5 separate regions of the Mus musculus genome follow, and all the other regions are linked to region 1. A link is a contact called in public Hi-C, HiCAR-type and HiChIP or PLAC-seq data. All regions are on one chromosome and are shown on one strand. Each heading gives the region's core, a stretch centred on a gene start, on an enhancer-like site or on the middle of the called end of the contact. The rest is flanking DNA. Distances are from core to core; before and after follow the strand shown.

Evidence for each region. Hi-C and Micro-C count contacts between places; a contact is called where the count stands out from the background. HiCAR-type assays count read pairs that join an accessible place to other places. HiChIP or PLAC-seq counts read pairs in DNA pulled down with a chosen protein or histone mark.
Region 2: a contact with region 1 is called in a Hi-C map of cerebellar granule neurons, with 3 times the contacts expected there. The contact joins the enhancer-like site here to the promoter of Lrrtm3 in region 1. A contact is called at or near these places in 9 of 39 promoter capture datasets (cranial neural crest, embryonic stem cells, hippocampal neurons and 5 more), 4 of 484 Hi-C or Micro-C datasets (cerebellar granule neurons, cerebellum and embryonic stem cells) and 3 of 115 datasets of contacts at active chromatin or transcription factors (astrocytes and embryonic stem cells).
Region 3: a contact with region 1 is called in a HiCAR-type map of astrocytes, with 2.2 times the contacts expected there. The contact joins the promoter of Dnajc12 here to the promoter of Lrrtm3 in region 1. A contact is called at or near these places in 1 of 39 promoter capture datasets (hippocampal neurons) and 1 of 115 datasets of contacts at active chromatin or transcription factors (astrocytes).
Region 4: a contact with region 1 is called in an H3K27ac HiChIP or PLAC-seq map of oligodendrocyte precursor cells, with 6 times the contacts expected there. The contact joins the enhancer-like site here to the promoter of Lrrtm3 in region 1. A contact is called at or near these places in 5 of 39 promoter capture datasets (the 3T3-L1 cell line, embryonic stem cells, liver and 1 more), 2 of 484 Hi-C or Micro-C datasets (cortical glia and tail fibroblasts) and 7 of 115 datasets of contacts at active chromatin or transcription factors (astrocytes, embryonic forebrain, embryonic hindbrain and 4 more).
Region 5: an H3K4me3 HiChIP or PLAC-seq map of embryonic basal ganglia shows a contact between it and region 1, with 4 times the contacts expected there. The contact joins the enhancer-like site here to the promoter of Lrrtm3 in region 1. A contact is called at or near these places in 12 of 39 promoter capture datasets (the C10 cell line, cranial neural crest, embryonic stem cells and 7 more), 5 of 484 Hi-C or Micro-C datasets (cerebral cortex, embryonic fibroblasts, forebrain and 1 more) and 9 of 115 datasets of contacts at active chromatin or transcription factors (astrocytes, embryonic basal ganglia, embryonic forebrain and 5 more).

What each region holds. Positions count from the first base shown.
Region 1 is chr10:64,088,889-64,091,558 of GRCm38.p6, reverse strand. It overlaps Lrrtm3 (leucine rich repeat transmembrane neuronal 3), which reads left to right and starts at 1,304. Exons shown (of 3, transcript NM_178678.4): 1 at 1,304-1,849; 2 at 2,177-2,670. The coding sequence starts at 1,846. All of the region lies in intron 7 of Ctnna3 (catenin (cadherin associated protein), alpha 3), which reads right to left.
Region 2 is chr10:64,885,835-64,888,504 of GRCm38.p6, reverse strand. All of the region lies in intron 15 of Ctnna3 (catenin (cadherin associated protein), alpha 3), which reads right to left. Among named protein-coding and RNA genes, the nearest start is that of Gm28881, 230 kb to the left of the region's middle. Within about 2 kb of position 1,369, at least 5 of the 459 cell types and tissues checked have an H3K27ac peak or open chromatin away from gene starts, as enhancers often do. A contact at or near this core is called in cerebellar granule neurons and cerebellum, where this site is marked.
Region 3 is chr10:63,385,221-63,387,890 of GRCm38.p6, reverse strand. Dnajc12 (DnaJ heat shock protein family (Hsp40) member C12) reads right to left here and starts at 1,328. Exons shown (of 5, transcript NM_013888.3): 1 at 1,116-1,328. The coding sequence starts at 1,193.
Region 4 is chr10:64,716,912-64,719,581 of GRCm38.p6, reverse strand. All of the region lies in intron 13 of Ctnna3 (catenin (cadherin associated protein), alpha 3), which reads right to left. Among named protein-coding and RNA genes, the nearest start is that of Gm28881, 400 kb to the left of the region's middle. Within about 2 kb of position 1,346, at least 6 of the 459 cell types and tissues checked have an H3K27ac peak or open chromatin away from gene starts, as enhancers often do. A contact at or near this core is called in oligodendrocyte precursor cells, where this site is marked.
Region 5 is chr10:64,637,947-64,640,616 of GRCm38.p6, reverse strand. The region is part of intron 12 of Ctnna3 (catenin (cadherin associated protein), alpha 3); the gene reads right to left. Among named protein-coding and RNA genes, the nearest start is that of Gm28881, 480 kb to the left of the region's middle. Within about 2 kb of position 1,351, at least 1 of the 459 cell types and tissues checked has an H3K27ac peak or open chromatin away from gene starts, as enhancers often do. A contact at or near this core is called in embryonic basal ganglia, where this site is marked.

The DNA.
Region 1 (2,670 bases), core at 55-2,554:
CACGTTGGGATAGCAAAATGACACAGGGCTGAGCCCAGGGTCCTGTGTTCAATCCCAGTACCACAACCACAGACAAAGATGTCACTTAATCCTCAGCATATGCCTATGATGTAATTTCTCTATCATGTCCAATTTTGCAGGTGAGAACATGGAAGCACAGAGAGATGAGTAAGCCGTACAAGGTGATGCAGGGGCTCAATTTAGCAAGGATGAGCCTGCATAGACCTAGAGTCTCTAGAGCTCTGTACAGCTTCCCTACCCTGGTCTATCCCAATGGTCACCAGATTCACTGAGCACAGAGATGCCCCTTAAAAGGAACTGGTGCCTGGTGAAGCATTGAAAGACATACTTGTTCTGCCTAGAAGCTCTTGCTCCTCGTGGCCATATCCTGGAGCCTGGAGCAGGTGACCCCATTTAAGTCTCAGGTCCTTCACCTTGGAAATGTAGATGGCAGTGGGACCTGCAGGCTGGTGACTTGAACGAAAAAACAGGATGGAGCCTTCATTTAAAGGACTTAGAAAGCACCCAATAAATATTATTAATGTGATAAATAGGAGCAACATCAATAAGCCATGAACCAAATGATCTTGGGGTCCTAATACTAGCACTAAAAATGGTTCATTTCTCTTCTGATAAAAAAAAAAAAAAAAAAAAAAAAAGCCCAGAGCAACCAAAACAAGCCATAACGCAGTCATAAACATTAAACCAATTATATCTTTTGTGGGAAAAACAGAAAAGCCATTAGCCCTATTAATTTGTGTGTCATCAGTCATTCTGTCCATTGCAAAGCCGATGTAGTCTAGCATTCTGAGACACCTTGCATAATATAATCACGGTGACTCCGAGAGGTCAAACAGGCACGCTCTGAACGCAGTTTTGTGAAGAGCTCAATAATTCATTTTATAAATTTCAGCTCAAAGCCTACACTGAGGTTAAGAAAATTTGACATTCGATCTGTGAACTTAACGTCAAGCTCGAGAAAAAAAAAGAAAAAAAGAAAAAAACCCCACAACTCTGGGAAGCACATGTTTGTCGATTAAGCAGACGCAGACAGTTACAGGCGTTGCCAAATTGTAAAACAAGACTTGGGTATCACGGAAAATGTTGCTAGTTATTGATTACGTTGACCATTCACTTCCTATTGAGCCACCCAAAAGAACCATTCATTTTCCAGCAGAGCCTGCTCATTTGCAAGATAAAAGAGAGCCAGCTCTGCACATGCCCATAGTGTTCCCCACCACTGGGGGCAGCTTTACATAAGACTGCATTCACTGAAACCGAAGCAACAGTCCGAGCGGCTTACAGAATGACAGTCTGCGGGAGTGAGCTGAGAGTGTGCGCGGAACCCGGCTCTCCTGCCTTCTGGGCTCCAACGCAGCTCCGAGGCTGAACTGGGTGCTCACCACCACGGGTTCGCCGGACTATGGAATACAGATGTGGCAGCACAGGTAGCCCCACGTTGCCTAGAGGAATACATTATGGGTTTTGAGAAGAAATTGTAGGAGCCAGTTTTTTTCTTTTTTTTTTAACACACACACACACACACACACACACACACACACTGTAAAGATGCAAAAACGTAATATCCATGAAGATCCTATTACCTAGGAAGACTCGGATGTTTTGCTGCGAATGCGGTGTTGGGATTTATTTGTTCTTGGAGTGTTCTGCATGGCTGGTAAAGAATAATGTTCCAAAATCGGTCCATCTCCCAAGGGGTCCAATTTTTCTTCCTGGGTGTCAGCGAGCCCTGACTCACTCCACTGCAGCTGACAGGGGCTGTCATGCAGGCGGCCCCTAAGCCAAAGCAAAAGACCTAAGGACGACCTTTGAACAATACAAAGGATGGGTATGTTTTGATATTTTTCTTCTTTCCTTCTTAAGAAAAAAAAATTGAAAAAAAATCCTCTAAGTCTATGTAATAATTCTGCTTTAATTGTTTTAAAGATTATCTTTCTCTGGTCTAAGACTATAAATTCAATTATCAGTGGCTACATTTCCTTGTTTAACTGATAGAAATATGCAATATCCTTCTATTACAAAGATGATGTTTGATGCTAAATGGTATCTAAATGTTTACATTTCTGAATGTGGAAATGAACAGCTAGTTTTGCTTGGTTAAAAAAAATGCATTCGTTTTGGGGGGATAACTTTTCTAAGTTGTTTTTATTTCCAGGTTTCAATGTAATTAGGCTACTGCGAGGATCAGCTGTAGCGGTGGTTCTAGCACCCACTGTCTTACTGACAATGCTTTCTTCTGCTGAACGAGGATGCCCTAAGGGTTGTAGGTGTGAAGGCAAAATGGTATACTGTGAGTCTCAGAAACTGCAGGAGATACCCTCGAGTATATCTGCCGGTTGCTTGGGTTTATCCCTTCGCTACAACAGCCTCCAAAAACTTAAGTATAATCAATTTAAAGGGCTCAATCAGCTCACCTGGCTCTACCTTGACCACAACCACATCAGCAATATCGACGAGAATGCTTTCAATGGGATACGCAGACTCAAAGAGTTGATTCTGAGTTCCAACAGAATCTCCTATTTCCTTAACAACACCTTCAGACCTGTGACCAATTTACGGAACTTGGATCTGTCCTACAATCAGCTCCATTCTCTGGGATCGGAACAGTTCCGGGGCTTGAGGAAGCTGCTTAGTTTACACCTCCGCTCC
Region 2 (2,670 bases), core at 120-2,619, 800 kb before region 1:
CGACTAAGATACACACAGTAAAATGGTTAACATAGAGGGAACATATCACGGTTATTAATTTTTCTTGCCTGTTATAAGAAACAGCTATAAAATTTCATTTGGCAAAATAATTTTTTCCCCTGATACCACACTCTTTCATGTCAGATGTCTATTCTCTGGGTCTTCTAGAAAAATCCTGGTACACTATTTCCTGTGTGATCGCCGTGAGGATGCAGAATGATAGATGGATGCTCCTCTGGAGTGGGTGGAGAGTGAAGGCGTCATTCATGACGGGTTACCTTTACACGTCCACATCCCATGTTCATAGATAACCCAGTGATTATTTATCAAGTATGAGCAATCAAAGAGGTGAGACAAGGGTTCCTATAGAGACGTAATACAAATTTTAAGACAAAGGGCAGGAGATGGGAGAACAGGGCCATTGGCTAAAAGTCTTAAAAGGAGACAAAGACCACAGTAGCTCCTGTGATATGTTGGCAAAGAGGATCATAAGGAAAAGAAATATTAAAATAAAAAAATGGAGATGAAATTGAATGACTGGAGTAGGGCCATTCAAGAATAAGACCACAGGCGACCAAAGTGTGGAATGAAAAGAAGGAAACTGACAAGAAAAATCTAATCCTGTGAGGACAAAGATGTGAACGACATGAGGAGTTGTGTCAACTCATGATCTCTGTGGGAAAAGGAAAATGAGGAGTAGAAACCCATATAACCAGGAGATAAAAAAATTAACTCCAAGACAATGGACAAAAGAAACAATGACCAAACTAAGAAAATAATGTCTCCGGGAAAACACAGAAGAGAGGTGTTCACTTGAGATTGCAGCTGAACGTTTTTCTCTTCGAAATACTGATTTTCAAAATTTTGTTAGAATAATAAATGCAAACAAAATCCCGATAGTTTGAAGGTATTTTAAATTTAAATATAATAGATAAATACCAAACCAGAGGTCCACAATCCCTGACAACAGTCATTAAGGGGTACCATGAGACCATGAGACTTGCACACTTATTTTTAAAATTGCAACTTTGGCTCTTATCAGGACTGATTGAAATTTAGTATCTGTCCTTAACTCCGCAAATGATCTGGAGTTAAAAATGTACGGTGTAACTATCTATTCACTTTAAGAAGAGTAATCCTCTGTCACGGTCGAGTTGCTTCGTTATACAGGAGGAAATGGGGAGAGAAAGCAGCATGGTTAGATGTTCTGGACACTGTCAGAGGAGGTGACGTTTATGGGATGCGACGCGCCTTGACATCCCTTGGTCCATTATAAATCCAAGAGATTCTGTTTTCGCCAGGGAGTAGCGATTACCGCAGGTACCCAGATCCTATCTGGGCTCTTGAGCGGAGGTCAGCCAACACTCATTGTAAAACAGCAGACAAACACAGGGTGACCAGCTGGCAAATTGGCACCCCTGTGATGCTCCAATCTGCCCTTCTAATCAGATATTTTGTAGGAGGCAGACCTTGCAGGACACCAAGGAGTATCTAGGGTATGGCTATAAACATATTAACAACACAACCATTGTGTGTTTGTATGGGGGGGAGTGTTCTTTTTATTTAAGGCAGTTTTAATTGGTTTAGAATTGTATCTTTATCTGGAAGAATCCAATGACGAAGGGGGGAAAGCAGAATTTTTTTTTATGAATTTAAAGCAGCAACCTTCACTATCTAGTTATTTTGGAAACAAAAAAACAAAACAAAACAAACTATCTAGTTATCAGAAATACCTACGGGGGAACATTCAGTTCCCTGTTTTGCATCACACGGAATGGAAATTGATTTTCCTTCTTAACTGAATCTGCAGATACTTTACTCCCAGACTCATCTGCCTTCTAGATAGGCTCATGATGAGTAGGTAGGTATCAGGAAACCATGGTTATAAAATGTCATAGTAATAGCTGGCTGTAGCAGTTAACAGAACAAGAGAATGCATAACATTCTTCCTGGATAACCAAACATACCTAAAGAAAAGTTATATCATTAACATGCATATTTGATGTTTTTCAACATCTGTACTACATTCAAGCTGTAATACTTCAGACTGCTTTGAATAACCTTGTGATTATCCACATTCATCCAGGAAGCAGAGTCAATCATCAAGAAGCTGATAGGTATTAACAGCTACATTATTTAATTTAAAGATTATCACAACATAAGTAGTGCAGTGCTTGTTTTATTGATAAATATTAATAAACCCTCAACTTATGGATATGCAATTAAATGTTTAAATATAAGAACATTTCTACAACCCTAATAATTCCTAATGGTCTTCCTGATTCGAATGTAAAGAAACATAAATATCTAATTTCACTTTTTCTCTCAATCTTGAATGAAATACAGATGTTATGGTTTGAATCTGATATCTCCCCCAGAACCTTCTGTTGTGAGTTCCGTGGTGGTGGCTCGTGTCTAGGGGAGCTATTGGAACTCTGTAAGCTGGCTGGAAGGTCCCTAGGAATGGTCTTTGGATTCATATTTTTTCCTCATTTTTTATCAATAATTTAAAAACTTTTTATTACTGTCTTATAGTCTTTCAACAATGGATTACCGAATGCAATCATTAACCTAACTTAAGATTAAAAAACAACAACAACAAGATGTGTATTTTTCATATGGAGATTCATATTGCAGATTCTTCGTGTATTTTTCACAGGGAGACCCATA
Region 3 (2,670 bases), core at 79-2,578, 700 kb after region 1:
ATTATAACTATCGATGTTTAAAAAAAAATTGGCTTTGTGGCTAAGCATGGTGGCACATGCCTTTAATCCCATCACCTATGAGGCAGAGGCAAGTTATGTCTGTGAACCATGGCCAACTTGATCTACATGCTGAGATGGTGAGTTCCAAGCCAACTCTGTCTCAAAAACAAAAACAAAACAAAACAAACAAAAAAGTAATGCAGGCTATATGACAGAGTAAGTATCCCTACTCAGCCAAATAGAACCCAAATGCACATACATATATACATACAGGCATGCATGCATGCACATAAAACAAAAATAATAAGTCTTTAAAAGAATAACACATTTGGCTGGGCGTGGTGGCTCACGCCTTTAATCCCAGCACTCGGGAGGCAGAGGCAGGCGGATTCCTGAGTTCGAGGCCAGCCTGGTCTATAAAGTGAGTTCCAGAACAGCCAGGGCTATACAGACAAACCCTGTCTCGAAAAAAAAAAGAATAACACATTTGTCTCAAGTATATGATGTCTAAGGGAAGCATTACTTTCTTTAAAAGAAAAATCTCCCACCAGATATGACATCTAACTTGATTTGATTTGAAATTATAATGGTATTTAATACCATTTGAGGTTATAATGGTACTATAAAATCCATGAGACTTTCTCTGAACGAGGAGACTACAGACAGGGGGCCCCGCCTCCTGAGCTCTAAATCGCAGCCTTTACTTAGGCAGTGGCTCTCAACCTTCCTAATGCTGCGACTCTTTAGTACAGTTCCTCACGTTGCGGTAACCCCCAACCATAAAATTATTTCGTTGCTACTTCATAACTGTAATTTTGCTGCGTTTATGAATTGTAATTAAAAATATTTGATGTGCAGGATATCTGATATGCGACCCCAAGTCCGTAGCAACCCACAGGTTGAGAACCGCTGCTCTAAATAAATAAAAACTGTATGTGGTCCCTCTCCCAGCTAATACTTTGAAGTTCGGAGTCCTTTCCTCAAATTAACCAGCAAGCATTTTAATCCTTCACTTTCTCCGAGCCGAAACTCCTTCCAAATGGTACGAGGTTGGAGTTCCAGGAGACGTGGCTGATCTCAAAGGCGACCTGGTGAGAACCTGCAACCCTGCTTACCGAGGAGAGCTCATCGCATCCCAGCAAGGCGTAGTAGTCCTCGCTGCCCTCCGGCCTGTAGTTCAGTATCGCGTCCATTTACAGCGGATGAGTCAGTCCTCTCCGACGCCACCGACACTGTGAGCTCCGGGGCGACAGCAAAGCTCTTTACATTTCAGCAGGACTTTCCAAACCAGCGAGCACCCAGACGTCAAGCCAGCCCTTTGCAAACACAGCTTCTCATTGGCTGTTTGCCCAGGATCGAGCCTGCCATGCGGGGCTGCTGGGATCTGTAGTTTGGGGTTTGTTGTTGCTGTTGGGTTTTTTGTTGCTGTTGTGTTTTGTTGTTGTTGTTGTTGTTGTTGTTGTTGTTGTTGCTGCTGCTGCTGCTGCTGCTGCTGCTGCTGCTGCTGCTGCTGCTGCTGCTGCTGCTGGTGATGCTATTGTTTGTCGTTGATGTTGTTTTGGTTTGGTTTGGTTTGCTCTTTACTTTTTGCTTTCATTGAAAAAATTTGTTTCATACAATATATATTCTGATTATGGTTCCCCGGTCCCAACTCCTCCCAGATCCTCCCCTCTCCTTCACTCACCCAACATCTCGCCTTTTTTTTTCCCCCTTCTCTCGTTAGAAAACAAATTTTAAAAACTAAAATAAAAGAATTTAGAGAAAAATAATGGAAGAAACACATGCAAACAAAATCTATAAAATTAAAAACACGGGCTGGAGACATGGCTCAGCGGTTAAGAGCACTGACTACTCTTCCAAAGGTCCTGAGTTCAATTCCCAGCAACCACATGGTGGCTCACAACCATCTGTAATGGGATCTGATGCCCTCCCTCTTCTGATGTGTCTGAAGACAGCTACAGTGTACTCACATATATAAAATGAATGAATTAATCTTTAAAAAAAATTAAAAACACAAACTGGGAAACCATAACATACCAGCAGAAGGCCAGTAATTTTTTTTTATGCAATATAAAACAAAAAGGCTTTAAAAAATACCATTGTCAGCAACCACATGGTGGCTCATAACCATCCATAATGAGATCTGATGCCCTCTTCTGGTGTGTCTGAATACAGCTACAGTGTACTTACATATAATAAATAAATAAATCTTTTTTAAAAAATACCATTGAGTTTGTTCTGTGTTACCCGTTTCCTGCTGGGCACGGAGCCCACCCTTAAGTGTGCCTAATATACCCAGTGAGACCCCGCTACAGAGAACTACTTTTTCCTTGATGATATCAACTGAAGATGGCTTGTTGGTTAGGGATGGGAGGCCATCTCTACTTCCCCTCTCAGTGCTGGGACCTCATCTGGCTTGAACACGGACAGGCCTGTGTGTGCTCTCACAGTCTCTGTGAGGTCCTATGTGCCTCGGTGGAGTTTGAGTATTGACATGGTGATTTTTTTTTTTCCTATTAGCTAATCGGAAGTCAGTTTTGACAATTTAGTGTAAAACTGTTACTAATTTATTGTACCTCTGTTACTTGGATAGTTTTTTTTTTAACCTATTTTTTTAAGAGACAGAAGAAAATGTGAAGCAAGTTTTTAAGATTTGGTCAATTAGAAAGA
Region 4 (2,670 bases), core at 97-2,596, 630 kb before region 1:
AGGGAACAAACAAACCTCAGGAAAGGGTGAAAACAGCTAATCATTGTGGTTTCTCATGTCAGGAGTGAGAACCAGGTAGGCAGATGCAGAGGGAGATGACATGGGAGTTAAAGGTTGGGCAGCCCCTCAGGAATGGGGACCATACAAGGATTATCAACCTGCTAGGATGTTTTCCCTTACATATTCACGAGTTGTGCATGGCAAAAAGGGACATACAAGCTTACATGGCTTCTAGTGACTCCAAAGACCCGTCTTAGACCACTTCCTTCCAAAAAAACAATATGAAAAGCATTATTGAACATGCTAACGCTTGCTACATAGTAGCTATCCTTAAGCTCCTTTGTTCATTCTGGGTCCCACTGGGAAGGAATCTGCAGGCACTGAGGACCAATAGTGTCACACATGGAGAGAAAAGGTTGAGGTGTTGACTAGAAGCAACACAGAGGTGAGAGATGGACAATGACTTGGCCATGCTCCTGGTGGCCAGAGCGGGGGGTGGGGGGTGGGGTGGGGGGGCATTAATTTCCATAAGGGAAATATGGAAGCAAAGTTTCATCTTGAGAATCTTAGGTACATGCAGTTCCACTGAGTCAAGGATCCATTCTCTGCATAGAAAGAAAGGTTTGTTGTTGTTGCTGTTGTTGTTTTATTATTCTGATGAGAAAAAACAAGGCTCAAGTTATTATGTGATGTATGGGGTTTAGCCATGAGAAAGGATGGTTTCAGATTAAGGCCAAGATCACAGACCCAGGGCAGTGTCACTATGTTCAATGCATAGCTTCTGTCCATTATTTATGTTGATGTCATATACCAGGTGATTAGACATCTTTAGTTGTGGCGGTAGTTTTTTTAAAGCTCAACAAATGCCAACATTTGAGAATACCATTTCTTCCAGAGCTTGTGCTAAGGTATAACGCTTAAAACAGCACTAAATACAAGAGTATATGGCTTACAATATTAAAAGGAAAGATATTAGGTGTTTGCTGAACATATGTAAAATCGTACACTAAGTATACAGAACAAACAAGAGTTTTCTTCCTAGACATACAGGTTTGTGATAACAATTCTCACACAGTATGTAATCTGTTCTACAAATAATATCAATGAATATGATAGAATTATTTCTGACATCTCAATGGAGTCCAGCCCTCGATATGCATCCTGGAAACTGAAACTCTTGGTTGGTGCGTGCACTCATAAATGTTCTCAGGTTTTAGACTGCAGAAACAACGTGTGCCATAAACACAGGACTCCCTGGGGCATCCACAGTACTAAGTGGTAACTCTCAGGGAAACGATGTGTTGGGACATTCCCTTATGCAGTAACTTTAATGAATCGCCTGATTGATGACCAATGTAAATTCGGAGCTGGCTGCCTTCCCAGAATGCTTCCCAGCATAGTAACACAGTCGACACAGGAGGGCAGTAGTTTGAAGAACTGGCGGGGGTTGGGGGGAGAGAAAAGGAATTTTGGGCTAAAGCATGAAGATATAATAGATGCCGAGTTCCATGGCAGGTGCTAGACCTCATGCAGAATATAAAAAGTGAAATGCTAAAAATGAATGATGGTACCCTGCTACCTCCCTCCTGTTTAGAGCTCCACAGGCCTCTAGAAATGGCCCTGGCAGCCATGGGCAGCATTTATTAGGAGATTAATTTAGAGAGAGCTATGCTGTGAGTACACCTTCTGTATCAAAAAAAAAAAAAAAAAAAAGGACACGAGTTTTCTAAGCTCCAACCAAGCAATTCAAGTACAAAAAGCAGTGGAATAAACTCCATGCAGTTGAGACATACATTGGCCTGGTTCTCTCATCCATAAGAGGGCTGGAGAGGCCAATGGTTACAGCGTTGAAGAATGTATTTGAGTCTAACAATAACCCTTCACTTTGATGCTGAAAGGGTGCAAGTTACAAGGAGGCAGCTATGATAAATGCATTGGGAGTATCAGCCTATAGCCACACACACTCTGGCCCAGGAACGCAATGGTCCAGAATGAGTGTTTTGGGTCAGGAGGTGATGAAGGGTTTGCGGTAGAAAGCCACATGGTGTGGGGTACCAGAGACGATTAGCCAACTCACCAGCAGGGTCACAGCTTCAGCATCTCAAGAGAAGAGTCTTCAAAGTTTCTTTTTAGTGCTTCCCCTATCTCTTTAGTATCCCTCTCCCTATATCTCTTTTCTCCCTCCCATTTCTAATATTTCCCTCTCATACATATCACACATACATATATACACATACACATATAAACATATATCAAGGTGTGAAATAGGGATTGTTAATTTTCAACCGCTACTATATAAATTCTACACGATAGCTAACATTTCCTCTGCTGTGTTTCCCTGGTTTTTTTGATGCCTTGCCCTAAAATCTCAATGTTTTGTATAATATCTATGCTTTAAGGACTTTAATATCTATGTATTTCTTATACATGTCAATATTCAAGTTATCTTGCTGCTATTTTATAAGGATCCTATGTAGCTAAGGCTACCCTCAAAAATCATTATCCAAATATCCAAAATAACCTTAATTTCCTATCTTTCTGCTTCAACCTCTACAGTGCTGATATTGCGAGCGTGCACCACTGTGCCTACATTATACGCTGGGCTGAAATCCAGGGCCCTGTGCATTGTATAAGTTCTTTAAAAACTGTTTAAAAAGTTAACAACACAGC
Region 5 (2,670 bases), core at 102-2,601, 550 kb before region 1:
TCAAGAATATGTGCACGACACAAATTGATAGGAAAAAACAAAAATACCAAAAAATCAAATAATAAAAAATCAGAGGACATAAAGTTGGGTGCTTAGGTAAGATGGGGTAATCCTGGGAGTAGATGGAGGAGGGGCAAGTATGATCAAAATACATGAATAAAATTCTTAAAGAAAAATATACAATAATGAATAAAAAATAAAATAAGTCAATTCTCTCATATCCAAGGTAAGAAATATGCAGAGAGTAAATTATAGTTTTAAATCCAAGTAACTTTACTTTGAATAATTTTGATATTTATTTCAGGAATGACATATGATTTTAGTTATTAACAACTGAAAAAAATGAACAAACACAAATTTTTATATAAAACACACAAAGTCTCGGTACGTACTTTGTGAAATTGTCTACATTAAAATCTCTATTAAGACTTTGAATAGAATCACTATTTAAATTTTTGAAATTTTTGTAAGTACATTACTTAAGATATACTTTTTCATTTTGTATTCAAATATTTTCAACACTTGTTTTTACAAATTAGAGTCTGGAGAGATCGCACAGTGGTTAGAAATACTTAGTGCTCCTCTAGAGACAGTGTCTCACTATGTAGTCCTAGCTGGCCACACTAATGTGGCCCCGAAAATCAGAAATCTACCTGCCTCTGTCACACAGTTTAAGTGAAAGAAATTCAGATACACTACACTGAAAAATTCTACACTGGAAAGACCTCATATGTGTATAGAAAATTAGAGTTTATTTTCTCTCTCTCTCATACACACACACACACACACACACACACACACACACACACACACATATACACTATGGAACTCAAATTTAAAAAAATAATGTGGTAAAATAATCAACCTAAAATTCTGGTGTGTGTGTGTGTGTGTGTGTGTGTGTGTGTATGAGAGAGAGAGAGAGAGAGAGACAGAGGCAGAGAGAGAGAGAGAGAGAGAGAGAGAGAGAGAGAGAGAGAGAGAGAGAGAGAGATGGAGAGACAGGGATGTCAGTACAGAGTACAAATATGAAGACCTTGTAGGACCAAAGTGTTAAACTTTCAGAAACTCTGACTCTATGTACACTAGATCTTTAAACCACCAGCATTTAACAGGGAGGGGAAGTAGAGCATTTTGTTCAAAGGACTGGAGGGGGCTCAGTATTGACTTTTACCATTATCTGCATTTTGTTTGGATCTGTGAGAAGAGGTTTTTTAACAGTCATATTCTATCTAATATATTTCAGCTTGGAGTAAATGAATTGCTTCCTGGACAACAGAAGTTGAAGCACAGCTGAATATTCTCTCTTGTAGTAATTATGTAAAACATAGCAACTCCACAAAGCTGCTACATATCACTATTAGGGGTATGTCTAAAGAGCTTTTACATATGGTAATTAGCCTAGTGCAAGCCATTTTAATAATGGTTGTAATTACAATTATTTTCATCTAATTAATTCAAATGGGTTTTTCTCATTTTATAATTCTCTAGCATCTATCAAGTGTCTGCTTAATATTTGTAATGCTCTCTTGATTCTGTGGCTTGCCTGGGTGGTCTCTTTCCCCATCTCTTTCCCCTGTTCAGCAAAAGGCAAAAGATCTGAAGCTAAAGATTCCTATATTACAATGTGCAATAAGGATTAGAATAACTTTCTATGTGTGTTTGTCCTGCTCAGAAAAATCTTCCCTGGGAATTTATGTGCATCATTTTTAGATATTTCATGATTTTCATCCCAATCTATACATGCATGTGTGTGTGTGTGTGTGTGTGTGTGTGTGTGTGTGTGTGTGTGGTGTAATATATCATAGAAGGGGGTACAAATGTAAAGATGTCATAGGATCTGAGGGCTAAATGTTTAGAAATTCTGAATCTATGAACAATAGATTCTTTAAGCTATCAGTATTTTACAAAGATCGAAAGGAGTAGATAAAAGCACATATTCTGGATGGGAATAGGTAAGAAAGAACTCTAGATCTAGATATGTTACCTACTAAAATACTTCAAGGTCAGTCAACCATGACAGACCTCACAGTGAAATCACGACAGCACCAACCTTATCAGTAGAAGAACAGAGTAAACGTGATCAAAATTAAAAAGCAGAGATACTCCCTGCCTCCTTTGAAATAATAATGCCTTATTAATAACAGCAATTTGACTTCAGGTGATTGTGTTTCTTAATTGTTCAATAGTTTTTGCCATCATAAATCTAATTTCTACAACCATCAGAAAAGTCATGTCACATCTTCATTTGATAAAGATGTAATGATTTAAAGATATGAATACAAATCTTCCAGTCTGTGTTTTAACCAACCCAAAGCTAAGTGTGTGTATCTCAGTGTATATCTTTGATATCAATCATGGTAATAATTTGAACTTATTTTATATATACTAGCAAATCCTTTATATTACAAAATTCATTGTGTCCTGCTTATTTCTCAAGCCAGATGTTATGAAGTAAGGTGAGCTGATAAACACATATTGAGATGTCTGTCTAGCTTAGATGCTAAAACATGAAAGACCAACCCTATCGTATTTTATCCTCAAAAGAAAGATTACAACTTTACACTTCTAAGTTCTGAAAAAGAACAAGGCCAACCACATGATAAAAATCTGGATTGTGAAGGCAAATAACAGATATGTTTAAACCAGCCTTGGGAAAGGCTTTTAAAG